2 separate regions of the Rattus norvegicus genome follow, and region 2 is linked to region 1. The links are chromatin contacts, called in public Hi-C maps. All regions are on one chromosome and are shown on one strand. Each heading gives the region's core, a stretch centred on a gene start, on an enhancer-like site or on the middle of the called end of the contact. The rest is flanking DNA. Distances are from core to core; before and after follow the strand shown.

Region 1 (7,530 bases), core at 1,667-4,166:
GGTTTTATAACACAATTTCAAGGCTGTTGTGGGCTTAATGAGCCGTGTTCTTATGATGTTTAAAAAGATTTGAAGCTATTGTTGAAATAAATATTATGGATTCCCCCCTCCCGAGGCCCCTTCACTCAGCCTGCCACTCCTCCTGGCTCGTCCCCTCCCTCGCGGGCGGAGCTGCGAGCAGAAAGCTGGGGGCTGCAGCTCCGCCGCCCTTTGTGCCCAGATCAAAGGACCGGAACGCCACAAAGGCGGCCCCACTCGGCCGCGGCCACACACAGCCGCACCTGCAGTGCGGCCAAATGTCATTGTCGCTTCTGCGGGGCGAGCGCGGACGCACCTCCGAGGCGGCAGATGACTAATAACGGTTGATGAGAATTGATGGGAAGAGGCGCGCGGTGCCCAGGGCTTTGTATTAACTGCCCCGACTTCCCCAGCCTCGGCCGAGCGGCTGCACCTGTGGACCCCCTTCCTCTCTGCCTTTATGGAAGTTGACAGATTTTATTAACTTTAAGGAAGAACTTTCCAGCGTGCAGAGGGCCGCAGTTTATTTTGTATTCATGCGAAACGGAAACTGAAAAAGCCCTGTTTACATATTTACCGGCCCCAGTGACCTCCCACTGGGACTCCATAAGTCACGCTCCAGATTAACTTTGTCATAGAATTGACTTGGGCGCTGAGGGAGTTGGGACTTCAGGGGGGAAGTTGCATGTGTGAGATATATTTTATCAACGAGAGAAAGCTATATTCAATTACCTAATATCGCTAAGGAACCCCCAAAGACTTTACGAATAGTACCAAAATTGGAATTATTTTTTTTCCGAAGCAGGTGCTGACCGGGACAGCATTTGCAAGCAAGCTGGGTAGCTTTGCCCTCGGCTAGGGGGGGCTAGGTTACCCCCTCGTTTCGATTATGTAAAAACAAAGGAAAGTGTGAGGAACAACCCAACTTTATTTTTATTTATTTATTTATTTATTTTTTGGTTCTTTTTTTCGGAGCTGGGGACCGAACCCAGGGCCTTGCGCTTCCTAGGCAAGCGCTCTACCACTGAGCCAAATCCCCGACCCCGAAACCCAAATTTAAACTTTTGCCCCCTTGGGGGCTTGGAAGTATGGGGTGAGGAGCGTGTGTGTGTGTGTGTGTGTGTGTGTGTGTGTGTGTGTGTGTGTGTGTGTGTGTCTGTGTGTCTGTGTCTGTGTCTGTGAGAGAGAGGGAGAGAGGGAGAGAGAGATGCACACATTTTAGAGGCAACACGTTTGGTGAAAAAGATGACTCATTCAGTAAAGTGATGTTAGTGGGGAAAATACCATCGTAGAACCTAACACAGTGACTTTCAACATCCCCACTCACAGAAGAAAATACCGAGACTTTGCTCACAGCCTCTCCAGATGCCTTGCTTTTTATTGGTGTCCATTCGCCACACAAGAGGCTGGGTCTCACTGTGACATTTCACACGCATATATCGCGCACTTTGCGTCCATCTCACAGTGGCCCTCTTACTCTTCCCAAACCACAGTGGTCCTCTTCCTACTTTCTGTCTCCTGTTTAAATCTAGTTTCTGAATATGAGAGGAAGTGGATAATCCCAGCCCGTGAGTCTGGCTTTCTTCCCTTAACACAGTGACCTCCAGGTCCATCCACTTTCTTGCAGATGGCATAGTTTTGTTCTTTATGACTGGGGGGGGGGGGTCCAACGTGTCCATCACATTCTCTTTGTCCCTTCATCTGTGGATGGTTACCTAGGCTGACTCCATATCTCGGCTGTTGAGAATAAAGTAGCACCAAGCAAGAATGTACGCATACCTCAGTGGAACAGTCCCTCAGATTCCTTCAGGTTTGTCTCTGGGTGTGGACCAGCTGAGTCATCCAACAGTTCCTCTCCTGTGTGTGTGTGTGTGTGTGTGTGTGTGTGTGTGTGTGTGTGTGTGTGTGTTTTGTTGTTGTTGTTTTTTTTTTTTTAAGGAGCCTTTGTACTGAATTCTACAGTGGCTGTACCAATTCACAATGGCACCAGTAGTGTATAAGGCTCTCTCCCCCACCCCATTTTCCCCCAAAAGCTTTTGTTGTTGTTCTTGTTGTTTTTTATGAGGATAGCCATTGGAACTGAGATGAGATAGAAACTTACAGCGGTTTTAATTTAATTTTGCATATATTCTTAGTTGTCCCTTCTACTTGGGGGTATTTCTAGGTTTTCTGACTCTCAGCAAACGGGTGTCTGCCGCCATGAGCATTCCTGTGATATTAACTGTCAGGTGTTGAGAACACAGCTCAGAGCCAGCTGGAACGCTGTACATCAGCTGAACAGCAGGAAGCTTTCCCCCAGCTTCCTTTTGTGTGGCAGACAAACTTCAAATGAACCGAGGATCATTTTCCCGAGAAACCTTTAAGTTGAGCGATAATAGAAAAGTAGTTAGAGGAATATTACACTTTTCATTTGGGCAAACAGATGGGATGCCTGCTTTTAGATTTAATCGGGGGGCGCAGGGAGGGGGGCTGGCAGACAGGTAGGGATGCCATGTCTTTTAGTTGAAGTCTCTTTCTTTTCAGGAAAGAATGAAACTGCTTAATATTCAGTGCACCCAGCACCCCACCCCCACACTCAACTCCCCAGCACCTCGGCACTGGTGACGCCTAACCTTTATTTCTCAGTCCTGATGACATTACAAAGTACAAAGGTCATCTAACGGCAAGCGAATCCAATTTTAACAAACTTATTACACTCTTCTTGTCTTACAAAAAAGTATTAGGGGTGTGCGTGTGTGTGTGTGTGTGTGTGTGTGTGTGTGTGTGTGTGTGTGTTTGAAAAATAAAACAGAGGCTGCTTAAAACACAAAACATATCCCCCAATCTCCATTTACACAGACACAGACATAAATAAATGATTTAACAAACCGGGAGTCACGAGTCTCTGACCTCATGCTTTCTCAACTTCTTTGGAAAGATTTTGATATCAATTGTTACTCTTTTTTCCCCAGAAGCATAATACACAGTAACCTTAGCACGCACAATCATAATACACGGTAACCTTAGCACGTACAATCTGTTTCAAACAGAGGGCTACAGACAAGGGCCATCAATGGTAGATTTTAATGTCCTAGCCAGGCTTACATTACCTTGCTAGAAATGAAATCTGCTCCCCCTCCCCCAAGCTCAAGCCCCTGGACACCCCCGTCGGAGATCATTTGTTATGCAAAATTCTGGGAGGCCATCAAAATTAATTCACAGTGCTCTTTCTGCCCAGAGCCTCAGTTCCTAATAATGGGCTTTCTCAACAGGTGTTCATTGTACTAGCCTGACTTCAAATTGCCTGACTAAAGGTTTTATTCTTCAGTCATCCCTTTTTTAATCTTGACCTTGTAATTTACTAATCGGCAGCAGCTGCCAAGGAGGGCCCAGCTGTTTACAGGAGGGGACACATACCACCAAGGTGGCTCAGCCATGGAAGGAAGCCCCAGTCACTGCAGAAAGGAAAAAAGGAGACATTGACATTCTTCATTCAGAGACAAGGACAAAACTCAGGCCCAGACTCGTCCATAAAGTACCTTCTTGAGAAGTTAGTCTAACTGTGGTAAGCTATAGCCACTTCCCTTTGAGATGACTTGGGCTAGCCTTAGATTAAGTGTAAGTGAATGGCCAAGGAATTTTAACAAAGCAAAAATACCACCAGAAAAAGGTTAGGTCAAAGGAAGGACTTTTTATTATTCCTATTTTTATTTTATTTACTTTGGTGTTTAGCCTGTATGTCTGTGCGTCAGGTCCCCTAGAATTGGAGCTGTAGACAGTTGTGAGTTACCATGTGGGTGCTGGGAACTGAACCTGGGTCCTCTAGAGGAGCAGCCTGTGCTTTTAACCACAGAGCTATCTCTCAGCCCTTAGGAAGGACTTTTTAAAAATGCATTTGGGGGGGGGATGGGGAGGGGAACACTCATATAGAAGGGGAGGGGGAAGGGTTAGGGGAATGTTGGCCCGGAAACCGGGAAGGGGAATAACAATCGAAATGTAAATAAGAAATATTCAAGTTAATAAAGATAAAAAAAAAGTGCATTTGTCAAGTCCATGTACTAAATGTATCAGCATCCAGATGTGTCTTCCTTCGAGGTCCTGAGTGATGGTGTGGGCACGATGGTGCTCTTCTGAAGAGAATCCTGAACATCTGGCTCATCAGAAGCACTTCAGCTTTTGTGCATTGCAAATGCATGAGGCCAACTTCCTCGTTCCCAAACAAGTCCCACAGGCCTGCCGGTTCCTTGTCGTTGGATTCTCCGGCCTCAGCAATCCCATCTGTAGTCCAGTGGGTTCTCCAACTTCATTCTCCTCAGTCCCAGAAAGTCAGAAAGCTCTGAGCAGGTGTGCCTGGGAAGGATCCCATGCTGGCTAAGCAGCAAATGGTCTTTACTGTGGCAGAAGAGCATCCAGCCTCCTCTGCCACACAGACATTCCTGACCTCCTTACTTGCTTTGCAAACCAAGCTGGATCCACAGCTCAGTTCTGGACTGCACTAGAGAGCTCGTGTCTAATGTACTTTTGATAAAGATTAGAAGGAAACTGAGTCCTGCCTCCCAGGTGAAGACTGAGTCCCTGGGGTTAAGAGGACATTTAGATGCTGTCCGTGGCTGAGCTTAGCTTCATCCTGGTTCAAGGCAGCTTCCTGTGGAGGAACAAGCGTGGATAAAGCTCAAACTCTTGCTGGCCCCTAGACTTCCAAAAGGACAGTGGATTCCCTCATTGTTTACTGAGGAAAGTAAACACAGACTGGCAACTTCTGAGTCACACTAGAAGTCCCCTGAGAATCCAGAACTGAGTTGGAGTCTCCGGATAGGGCCTGGAGGACTTGTTGGAGATCATCAGCCCCCGATGTACAGACTCCAGGGAAACTCACCAGAGGGAGGCAGGTGGCCCTCTGGGTTCGGCAGAAGACTGCTCCCAAGTCTTCACCATGGCTGTTCCCTCCCCACAGCTCTCTTGAGTGCCTTCAAGTGACAATTCTAACTGCGCAAACTGTGAAGACCAAAACTGAGAGGCGCAGTTCACTCTTGGGCAACAGCACCCACCAGTGTTTGTCTACTCGTGGGCAGAGAAGTACTCTAATGCTGAGGGACTGGGTTGCATGACAGAGGGACCTCCCTTGTTCAGCTCCTACGAGCCTTTCCATCTGTGGGAGGAACAGAAAGATTTCTTGGGCTCCAAGCTTAGACCCTCCCAGCCTTCCTTCACTTGGTATAGGAAGTTTTTAAGTTTTAAACCAGAAAATACATTTTGTTGGTAGGGCTCGGTGAGTAACTTTGTACTGTGGACATTGTAGCAAGGCATCGGGAGGCAGATTTAGTGGGAGATACTGCACCGGATGGGTCGGGCAGCTTAGATGCTGGGATTAGCACATCTGGAGACACCCACGGCGGCCCAGAGAAGTGGGACTAAGGGCGTGATTAGTTTCCGGTCACCACTAGGCATGATTGATTTATGCATCTTACAGATTCATCTCGTATGGACGGCCCCGAGCAAGATGACTTGCAATTCTTCTGACTGATAAGGACCCTGAAGCCTAGAAAGGGAAAACTCTTACTCAAGGTCACAGAGAATTTCTACACAAGGCTTGTAGCTCAGAGGGATGGATCCATCTTTTGATCTACTAATATTTTGAACTATTAAATTCATACCCAAGAAACACGCTCCCACGTGTTCGCATTCTGTCTAAGCTCCGCCCCACAGTTACCTGGCAACAGCCAGGGATGCCCGACTCACTATAAAAGGAGCTGCTTGGCCCCTCCACTCTCTCTTGTCCTTGCCCTTGCCTTCTTGCTCCCCACTCTGTCCTCTCCCCATTCCCTTTGCCCCTCTCCACATACTCCTGTCTCATCTCTCTCTCTCTCTCTCTCTCTCTCTCTCTCTCTCTCTCTCTCTCTCTCTCTCTCTCTCTCCCTCTCTCCCTCTCTCCCTCTCTCCCTCTCTCCCCTTTCTCTCTCCCTTTCTCTGTCTCTACTACCCTCTTAACTCCCCTCCCCATGCCCTGAATAAACTCTATTCTATACTATACCATCCTGTGGCTGGTCCCTCAGGGGGAAGGGATGCCTCATCTTGGGCCCGCCGAGGCACTCCCTTCCCCCATACCTGACTACACAGCCACCAAACATATTCCTTCTCTTCTTTATCTTTTTATAAACACACTCTCACATGCTTGTATTTGCTTCCTGCAGATTCGTTCGCACACCCAGTTCCATCACCAGCGGAATAAACCAAAGGTTAACCTGAAAGCACTCAAATTGAAGAAGTATGCCCAGAGGAGGAGATCCATTCTCCTGTTGCTCTCACAGAATACCTGAGGAAGGGTGGTGTGTAGAACTTAGAGGTTTGTGTTCACCTCTACAGAAGTTTGAAGCATGGAGCTAGTATCTTCTTGGCTTCTGTGGGGACCCCATGCCACGACAGTGTCTCTGGGAAGCGAAGGAGCAGGGTAGGGTGCTGTTGAAAGGAAGCGTGCTTTCCTGGCATGAACACGGTTAGAGAGTCTAGCCACAGCTGAGGAGAGCAGAGAGGAGGAGGGGAAAGGATGGAGGGAGGGGTGAGAGAGGAAGGGAGAGGGAGAACTTTAATGGAAGAATGTTCTGGGTGGAGAGAGAAAATCCAGAACTGTAGATAACTGGAACTCCCATATTACACCAGGCCTGTGAGGCAGGGGGATGCCTGAAGTTCCCTGCATGATGTTGCACAAGTACAGGATAGAGAAAGCTCAATTACTCGGGCCTCACTGCTGTGCTGTTTGTAAGTGGTAGAGTCGGGGTTCGAATCCTGTCCCTCGGATTCAGACCTTCCTGGTTCCCACAATGCCACGCCGCAGTGGCATCCCTACTGATGTTGACAGAACTGCTGCCATCTTGCTTTTCACGTCCGGGATGTGCTGTGCTCAGGACTGCAAGGCTGAATTTGCTTCTCTCCGTGCTAGGGAGGGAGCATGTGACGTTGTGCATCCTTTGCGGGAACTCTACCGCTGTGCCTCAGTGAAGCTAACACCAAGGACAACCCCTGTCCCTGGCAGCCTCTGCTACACCCAGATCAGGACACTTCCCAAAGACTATGTGTGTGCCACTGGAGGTAGTTTGTGGAGATGCCAGAAGTCTCGGAAATGACTGCTGGGTGAAGACGTGAAGCTTTCCCCCCTAGCATACAAAAACATTTCCAAAAGACTAACCTTTCCTAATAAAATAATCTCAATAAGACATTTCAGCAGGGGAATTATTAGATATTAATTCATGCCTAGTTGCACTGACAGCTTCGGCCGTCAGCGTTAGCCTAATAGCACGCTAGGTGAGAATTAATATGCCATAATTCACGCTCTGTCATGCATTATTGCTTAAATAAGATACATGAAGAATAACCTATTCTGGGGGAATAACTGGGATTCTCAGAGTTCTCCTGGCCAAGTTATAAATAGTTACGTTTGGATCCAGAATTTTTTTTGTATTACTAAATTTGAAATAAATTGCATATATGTATCCTCATCTATAATTACTGTGAGCATTTTTCCTAAGTACTAACATT
Region 2 (7,530 bases), core at 2,745-5,244, 150 kb after region 1:
GATGATGATTCTGAATTAGTTACGATCTCCCCTGATTCCTCTAAAGAGGACTTTTGAAAAATTATTTTTAATTTTAGGAAGCAAATTCAGAAAATTGAAATCTGGGGAGAAGGCAGTGTTTGGGTGTTTAAGTGTCATCCTTCCTATCTCTTAGGATTATTTATTTCAGATTTTATCATCATCATCATCATCATCATCATCATCATCATCATATTGTGGGAGTGCTTTGCCTGCATATATTTACGAGTGTCACATGCATACCTGTCACCTACAGACTTCAGGAGAGAGCATTACATGCCCTGACACCATAGTTCCAAATACACTGTTCCCAGCAATGTGGGTGCTGGGAACGGAACCCAGGTCCTCTGCAAAAGCAACAAGTGTCCCTAAGCACTGAACTATCTCTCTAGCAGCCCATGTCTCACAATATTCTGAGAAAAACCACCTAAGGAATGAAAATGAAAGTGCATTTGGAGACACACAGCAATTCGAGGAGAAAGTCTGTGCTTGGCTACTGATCTCTTTGCCATGACAGAAGGCCTGGTGGAAGCCACTCGAGAAAGGGAGTTTGGACTCTCAGTTTCAGGAGTATCCATCCAGTTCGGTGGGAAGGGCAGCTGGAGGAGCTCCATGTGTGGTGGATGTTTCTGAGCTGGTTTCTTCACGTCTTAATAAAGCAAGAATGTCCTCCTCAAGGCCTATCCCCGGAGCTTCTAGCAGAAGCTGGCTAGACCACAGACTCAAACGTCCTACAGTCTCCAGAAGCAGTACCACCATCCAGGGACCAAACACAGGAGCCCGTGGGAGACACTTCACATTTCAAACTTTAACATTCTGCATAAGGCTGGAGAGATGGCTCAGCAGTTGAGAAAGCTTGCTGCTCTTGAAGGAAACTGGACACCCATAGTGGGTGACTCACAATCATCTGCTCCAGCTCCAGGGGAGACAACACCCTTTTCTGGTGTCCTCAGGTTCTACACTCACATGCACACGTATGCCCATATGCACACATATACATGCATGTAAATAAAAAATGTTCATGAAAGAATGTGTGGCTACTGCTTTAGCTTTCATTACAAACTCATCATGATGTCCCCATATTTACTTATTTAATCGCCATACAGCCCTGCGAAGCAGGTATCAATAGGCCTATAGTATAGAAATTAATGCCCCTTTGAAGAGTACTGGAACTCAAGCCCTGGGCACCCTGATTCTTTTGTGGTTTTTCTCCATAATGCGCAGCAGTCATACCGTTGTGAACATTGGATGGCACTTCAGCTCTGCACCCAGGGGCCATTATGCACAACCCAAACATCATCCAGAGGAAAAAAGCATAACCTCGAGGCACTCATTGAGCTGCTAAGGACCCTGTGGGCCAGTCCTGGAGCAGGGAGAGGAAGCACCACCTCCCTTAACTCAGTTAGGAACACACACATTGGGCAACTCAGGGCTCTCGCTGTTCTTTGTACACCTACGAATGACAGTGTGTACTGATCTGGGGATTACAAATGCATGCTCATAAATATATAAATAACAGGCTATCCCCCAAAGGAATGGAGCACGTTGAATTGGGCTAAGCCCTAAATCTAGAGTGGGGCTGCCCTGAGAGGAAAAAGGTGACCAATGAAAAGGCAGAAGCCATGCGGTGACAGAACCAGAAACAGTAGTTGTGAGGCAAGAAGCAAGGAAGCTAGCGTCTACCTGGATTGGGGAAGAGAGAAGGAAACAGGTCTGTGCAGGAGGTTAGACGCCAGCCTGCATTCCAGAGAACAGACCTGTTGTTGAGGCCAGTCAGATGGCTCACCTGGCTATGGCAGCCTTAGAAAACAACACAGAACATACAGGCATCAGCCTGGCACCATGGACAACACTCATGAGATGCTGGAGAATCCTTTCCTAGTGAAGGGCCACCCCTCCCGGAGCCCTACAGTCTCAACAACTGGAGAGAGTCTGCGGGAGATTTGGGAGACAAGAATGTGTTTGGTGGGGTTATCGGTCAGAGCCTCGGGACACAAGCCACCTTGTGGCCACCTCCTAGTTCAGGATGGTGGGACTCTTCACACACACAGGCAAACACTGGCGTGGAGCTGCCCACACCTCTCTCCAGGCTCTGCTCACACCAGAGCTCCATGCCTCCGGCACTGAGAAGATGGAGTCTTCCTGTTTCCCAAAACCTCAGTAGCAAGAAGAGCACATTTGCCTGAAGTGAGTATGAAATCCAACACTCCTATATCTGGAACGGAATGGCAGGCTCTGGTGCTACTTGTGGGCTTCTCTAAGGCCCCTCACAGACCCTTGCTATACCTCTGTCCTAAGGATGACAGCCAGAAGGGCCCTTTGTAGAGGAGAGATGGCTACCCAACCTTAACTTGTGTTTTGTCAGATCTGCTGGATATGTCTACTTCAGAGTAGCTTGGCAGGAGGCAGGGGAAATGTCCGCATTCTGCTAATTGTCTCTGTAGTCTGTTGGGTCAGAGATCACAGACAAGAGGGACATGATTGCCAGAAAGGGACCCAGGGAGTCAGGAGACTTTCTTTCAGGAACTCAAATCTCTGTTCTAGTGGAAACGGCGCTATCCTTCCCTCCCTGTAGGGAGTGTCTCTCCTCCACAGCTCTCCCTAGTACTACAGGTTGGCAGTCTTTGGAGGGTACAGAAATGCTAAGCCAAAAAGGTTCCCAGTGTGGGTGACTGCTGGGGTATTTGTACATCCAGCTTCTAGGCTGTGAAGTAACCTGAAGAAGACTGCTTCAGCCAACTCTACCTTCAACCGTGAGCCACATGCAAAATACTTGACCAGACTCTGTTGGGCTTGGTCTGGTACTGTTATGTATTCAAACGCTAAATTCTGTACCCCAAGATCTGGTTGCCCCAAGGAGAGCAAATTCTCACCACACCAGCTTTGGTTATGCCAACCTTGTTCCCCAAGTTAGTTGGTCAATAGATGGCTAACACCTGTGATTGGGCAGTAGAGAGAGAGAGAGGTAGGACTTGGGGATCCAGTGGGTCTCAGGAGAGAACGGAGAATAGGGCATGACAGGAGATGGGCTGTGAGCATATGGCCAGTGGAAACAACAAGTAACAAGGGACATGTGACAGGGATGTAAGTTAGAAAAGGTCCAAAATCTACCAATCTAGACTTACAGCTTGTGAGTAAGACACCAGAACGGTGTGTGTTTTACACAAGCTAGATAGAATATGTAATTCCTTTTACAAGACTCAGCCTCTCGGGCCCATCAGTTCTCCCCCTGATGAGAATCCGGAGCCCAGAAAATGAGTGAGGATCCTTCTGGGTGACAGAATAAGAGACCACAGCAATGGAAAGAAATACCAGCTCCATAGACACCCCAAAACTGTCATCATTTGTCCTCTTATTCTCAATGCTGGAACTGTGGAACACAAGAAGACCTTAGAGAAAGGCCATTAACCAGGCAAACTGAGGCCACAAGTGGAAAGACAAGGAGCTCCAACTGGAAGGTAACTGGTTATGCACGCTTACTGAGGGGTGACTGTTCATGCCTCTCAGTCTGTGAGTAACTAGAGGATGCTCAGTTAGTCAAGGTACTTGGGGGGGCGGGGTTTGAATCTGCAGATCATGTATGGTAACCATGCTATGTGGACAGACACTCTCCTAACACCCACTGCTCAAGATGGCTCCTATGCCATTGGCATGTTCTTTCCAGACTCCCGAGTACTCCCTTCAGGTGCCAAGTCTAACGTGACCTCTTCAAATTCATAATGTGTATGAAATAAGCAGAAAGCAGCCCAAGGTGAGTCACTCATTAATCACAAGCAAAACAGGCCCCGACCAAGGCCATAGCAGGAAGCATAAAACAGAAAGGGGGAAGAAGAGTTGCCCAATCCCTTTATTTAATATTAACTACTTTATGTTTTTTTCATCTGAGTTCTGAGAATGCTTGCTTCCCACTCAATCCAAAGTCAATTGTCCTTGAGTACCTGGGTGCTAGCTGGGTGGATGGTGAATGCAGTGTGCCTTGGAAGCATGGCCCCTGAAAGGAAGGACTCACAGCTGGCAGTCCCACTTGTGGCAAGGGACCTTAGTAACTAAACAAGTTCTCAGTGACGTTTTTTGAATATGACCTGATAGGAGCAGGGGAAACCAAAAATGTTTTCAGGACCTGCCCTATGTCCTTGGAGTTGCAAATGTCCCTGGTTTGAAAATGACAAGTGTTTAGGAGTAAGGATGCCATCCATCAGTCCCACTGGGCTAAGGCCAATGCAGGCACACCCTTCCTCTGGGAGGAAGACTGAGGTATGTGTAGACTGCTCAGTTGCATTTCCCTATTTCTATCCTTTGCTCTCAACTGTATCACGTCATCGAAACTAGAGACAGGTAATGTGGGGGACCCCATTTTAGAGCATGCACGCCTTCCCAGAAGCAGGGCTTGAGGTTCTCTGCCTCTAAAGGGCAGCTGCTGCTTACAGATGGGGCATCTGCCCCCAGAGCTGCTGGTTCGTCTTGAGTAGAAGACTTGGAGTTTGGCAGACACTGCCCTTTGTGAGGCTGTGCTTCCCACCAGTCAGGGAGCCCATTGTCTCTTTCCAGCTGAGGAAATAGCTAGGCTCCAACATGCACTGATTAGTGTGTGGCTCCCTGCAAAGGTGGCAGGGCCCGACTGGTGTGGGTACGCCTCCTATGTCATTTGCACAGCATGGGAGTGCTATAATCCAAAGGTGCAATTCAGAGGCTTGTCTCCCAAAAGCCAAGATGAGGACAAGGCTGGAGATGATAATCAATGCTGACGCAAATTACCTGGTGTTTGCCGGAGCAGAATGGAGCAAAGGGAGCTTCAGGGGGAAAATCAGGTTGGCCCCATCTCCGTGGTGCTGAGGCTGGCTTGGCGGATGGGGGCTTGGGTAGGAGAAGTACTCCAGTGAATTTGGTTTGAGCATCATTTGGAAACCATGATTTATTTGCATAGAAGTCCCAACATTTCGCTGTAGCCAAATCCCTTGAGAACCTTCTAAGGTACATACCATTGGCTCTTATCCTCAGCATTTCCAAATGAGAGCATTGAGGCTGTCACGAGGGCAGCCATGTTTTCTGGAACCAGACATGATTGTGGTGCAAAGCCTGCTTGGAAATCAACTATCCCTCCACTTCAAGAAGAGGAAATTGATCCCAGGAAAGAAAGATCTGAGCCAAGGTCCTGCAGAGCACTGGATGGAAACGGATCTTTCAACTGCCTCTTCATTCTCCCTCTCTTCCTCCTTTAGCTCATATATTCATTTAACAAACATTCGTTGAGGACATGTTTTGTGCCAAGTGCTACTTCAGGTGCCAAACATCTCTAACCTTCCCTGGTAGGAGAAAGCACCAAACGAGAAGAGTGGGTACTAATCAAATAACCCCTGCTTGGAAGTTGGGAGGAGAGGGCGTGACATTGCATGGAGAGCCGTGAGTATCTTCATCTGTCAAACGGACTCTGTTTTCCCTGCTTCCCTTCCCACCTACACAGCTAGCTCACACAGGATGTTAGCAGGAAATGGACTTTTTATAAACATAAAAGCAAATTCTCCAAATGCTGGGTTTAGCCTCACTCTGATAAGCATTCAATAAATGTTTGTTGAATTGAATTGCCAAATTGAATTATGCTACAAAAATCAAGCAAGGATTAGCAAGAATTCCCAGCACTAACCATGGTGTTCATTGAGTTTCCCTGTCTGGGCAGAGAGGACCCAGGCTGGGTGTTTGTAAGAATGTACGAGCTGGGAGGACTCTAGGTACTAAGTTGGCCACACCAGCTATCAATTTTACAGAATGGGAAGTCAAGGCCCAGAGGGGGAAAAGGCTGTTCTAGATCATATATGAAGAAGGGTCAGAGACAGGAATGCCAGCTTCCTGATACTCTGAGTGACTGAAATGATGAAGAAGAAGATGGGGCCATCTTGTTCCCAACAAGCTAGAGTCTGCTCTGTGTGTGGAGAGTCCTGAGGATGGAAACATCTTCCAGCTGTTAATTAAAGTTCTATCATCAGATCAGTCCCCAAGTCCCCAGAATCTTTCACATCCAACACCATAAATGTCTGTGTCTGATAGATGTTGATTGCCCGCTCCATTTTATGGACTGGAGAAGCACCCACATTTCTCTTTGCTGAGCCACTCTCTCCCTCGCTGCTCTCAGTCCAAGAGGGTTGGGTATGGCAGAACCTACCCACTTCCAGAGAACACAGTCACATATCTCAGGCCCAGCCAATCAACTCATCCAGCTCCCTGACTGTCTTAGAGGATTCAGGGAAGAACGGGAGATTCAAAGGTGACCCAATGCCTGCTGACTTATGGGTAGAATATATCTTTTATGACTTATCGATGGAATATGCATTATTAATGGAGCCTAGGTACGCCATATGACCACACTTCATTTATTATATATAAGTACACCGTAGCTGTCTTCAGATACACCAGAAGAGGGCATCGGATCTCTTTACAGATGGTTGTGAGCCACCATGTGGTTGCTGGGAATTGAACTCATGACCCCTGGAAGAGCAGTCGGGTGCTCTTAACCGCTGAGCCATCTCTCCAGCCCCATATGACCACACTTCAAAAGAGGCTGAAAACATCAAGGTACGCCATTTTCCATTCCTATCGTCAAAACAAGAGGCCGTCCAAACGGCTGGATGAGCAAACAAGTGTTTCTGTCATCTTGTTCAATGTTGTGAAAATGTAACACTCAAGAGATTATGCCTGTCACTTGACAGGACCTAACTGTAGCTTGGCTTTTGCTACTTAGTGGGTCCTTTTTTCTTCCACCCTTCTCCACCTTTTTCCTTGCACCCTTTAGACTCCCTAACACTCAATAAGAGAAAAAAAAATGGGATAGAGAAGGAAACAGAGATCCCTGAATAAAGTCAGGGGTTGGAAAGGGGCAATAGTATCATTAGACTACTTACTACTGATTAGGGATGTTGAGTTTCTTGGGGCAAGTTTGATCTTTGCTGTCAGGATATTGAATTTCTTCTTGTTATTTCTTGAGTACAACTACTAACAAGCCATGTGCAATCTTCCCAAATGACCAACAAGCACCAATAACCCACCCATGCCTCTCAGGAGTCTAGTATTTATATAGCCTCTGAGAAGTCCCCAGAATTCCAGAAGTCACACAATCGCAGAAACTGTCTGCAGCTGGCGAAATCACGCCCCTGTTAGAGCATGAGGCAAATCCTATTCAGCTGCTGTGAAGAGCCTGAAGCGGTCCCATATCCCGCAGCTGGGATCAAAACACGTTTCCAGAATATTTCTGTGTTTTTCAAAGAAATCAAAACTCCAAAATTGCCACTGCCAACAGTGGAGGAAACAGCTCTTTCTACTCTAAGATAAAGAAACTAAGTCCTGGAGAAGCACTTTTCCAGGTAACGCAACAAGGACAGGGTGGAATCCAGTACGTAAAGTCCGGGATCACATGATAGATTTGAACATATTGGGGATCTATCTGGAAGTGACATTGCAATTCAAATGAACCCGGAATGTGGCCAGCATGCAGGAGTCCTTGGGGTTGTAGATCTGAGGGGG

Evidence for each region. Hi-C and Micro-C count contacts between places; a contact is called where the count stands out from the background.
Region 2: a contact with region 1 is called in a Hi-C map of liver, with 4 times the contacts expected there. The contact joins two enhancer-like sites. A contact is called at or near these places in 2 of 12 Hi-C or Micro-C datasets (both in liver).

Annotation. Positions count from the first base shown.
Region 1 is chr19:34,217,840-34,225,369 of GRCr8, forward strand. No RefSeq gene overlaps it. Among named protein-coding and RNA genes, the nearest start is that of Sall1, 41 kb to the left of the region's middle. Within about 2 kb of position 2,917, at least 3 of the 93 cell types and tissues checked have an H3K27ac peak or open chromatin away from gene starts, as enhancers often do. A contact at or near this core is called in liver, where this site is marked.
Region 2 is chr19:34,369,392-34,376,921 of GRCr8, forward strand. No RefSeq gene overlaps it. Among named protein-coding and RNA genes, the nearest start is that of Cyld, 170 kb to the right of the region's middle. Within about 2 kb of position 3,995, at least 5 of the 93 cell types and tissues checked have an H3K27ac peak or open chromatin away from gene starts, as enhancers often do. A contact at or near this core is called in liver, where this site is marked.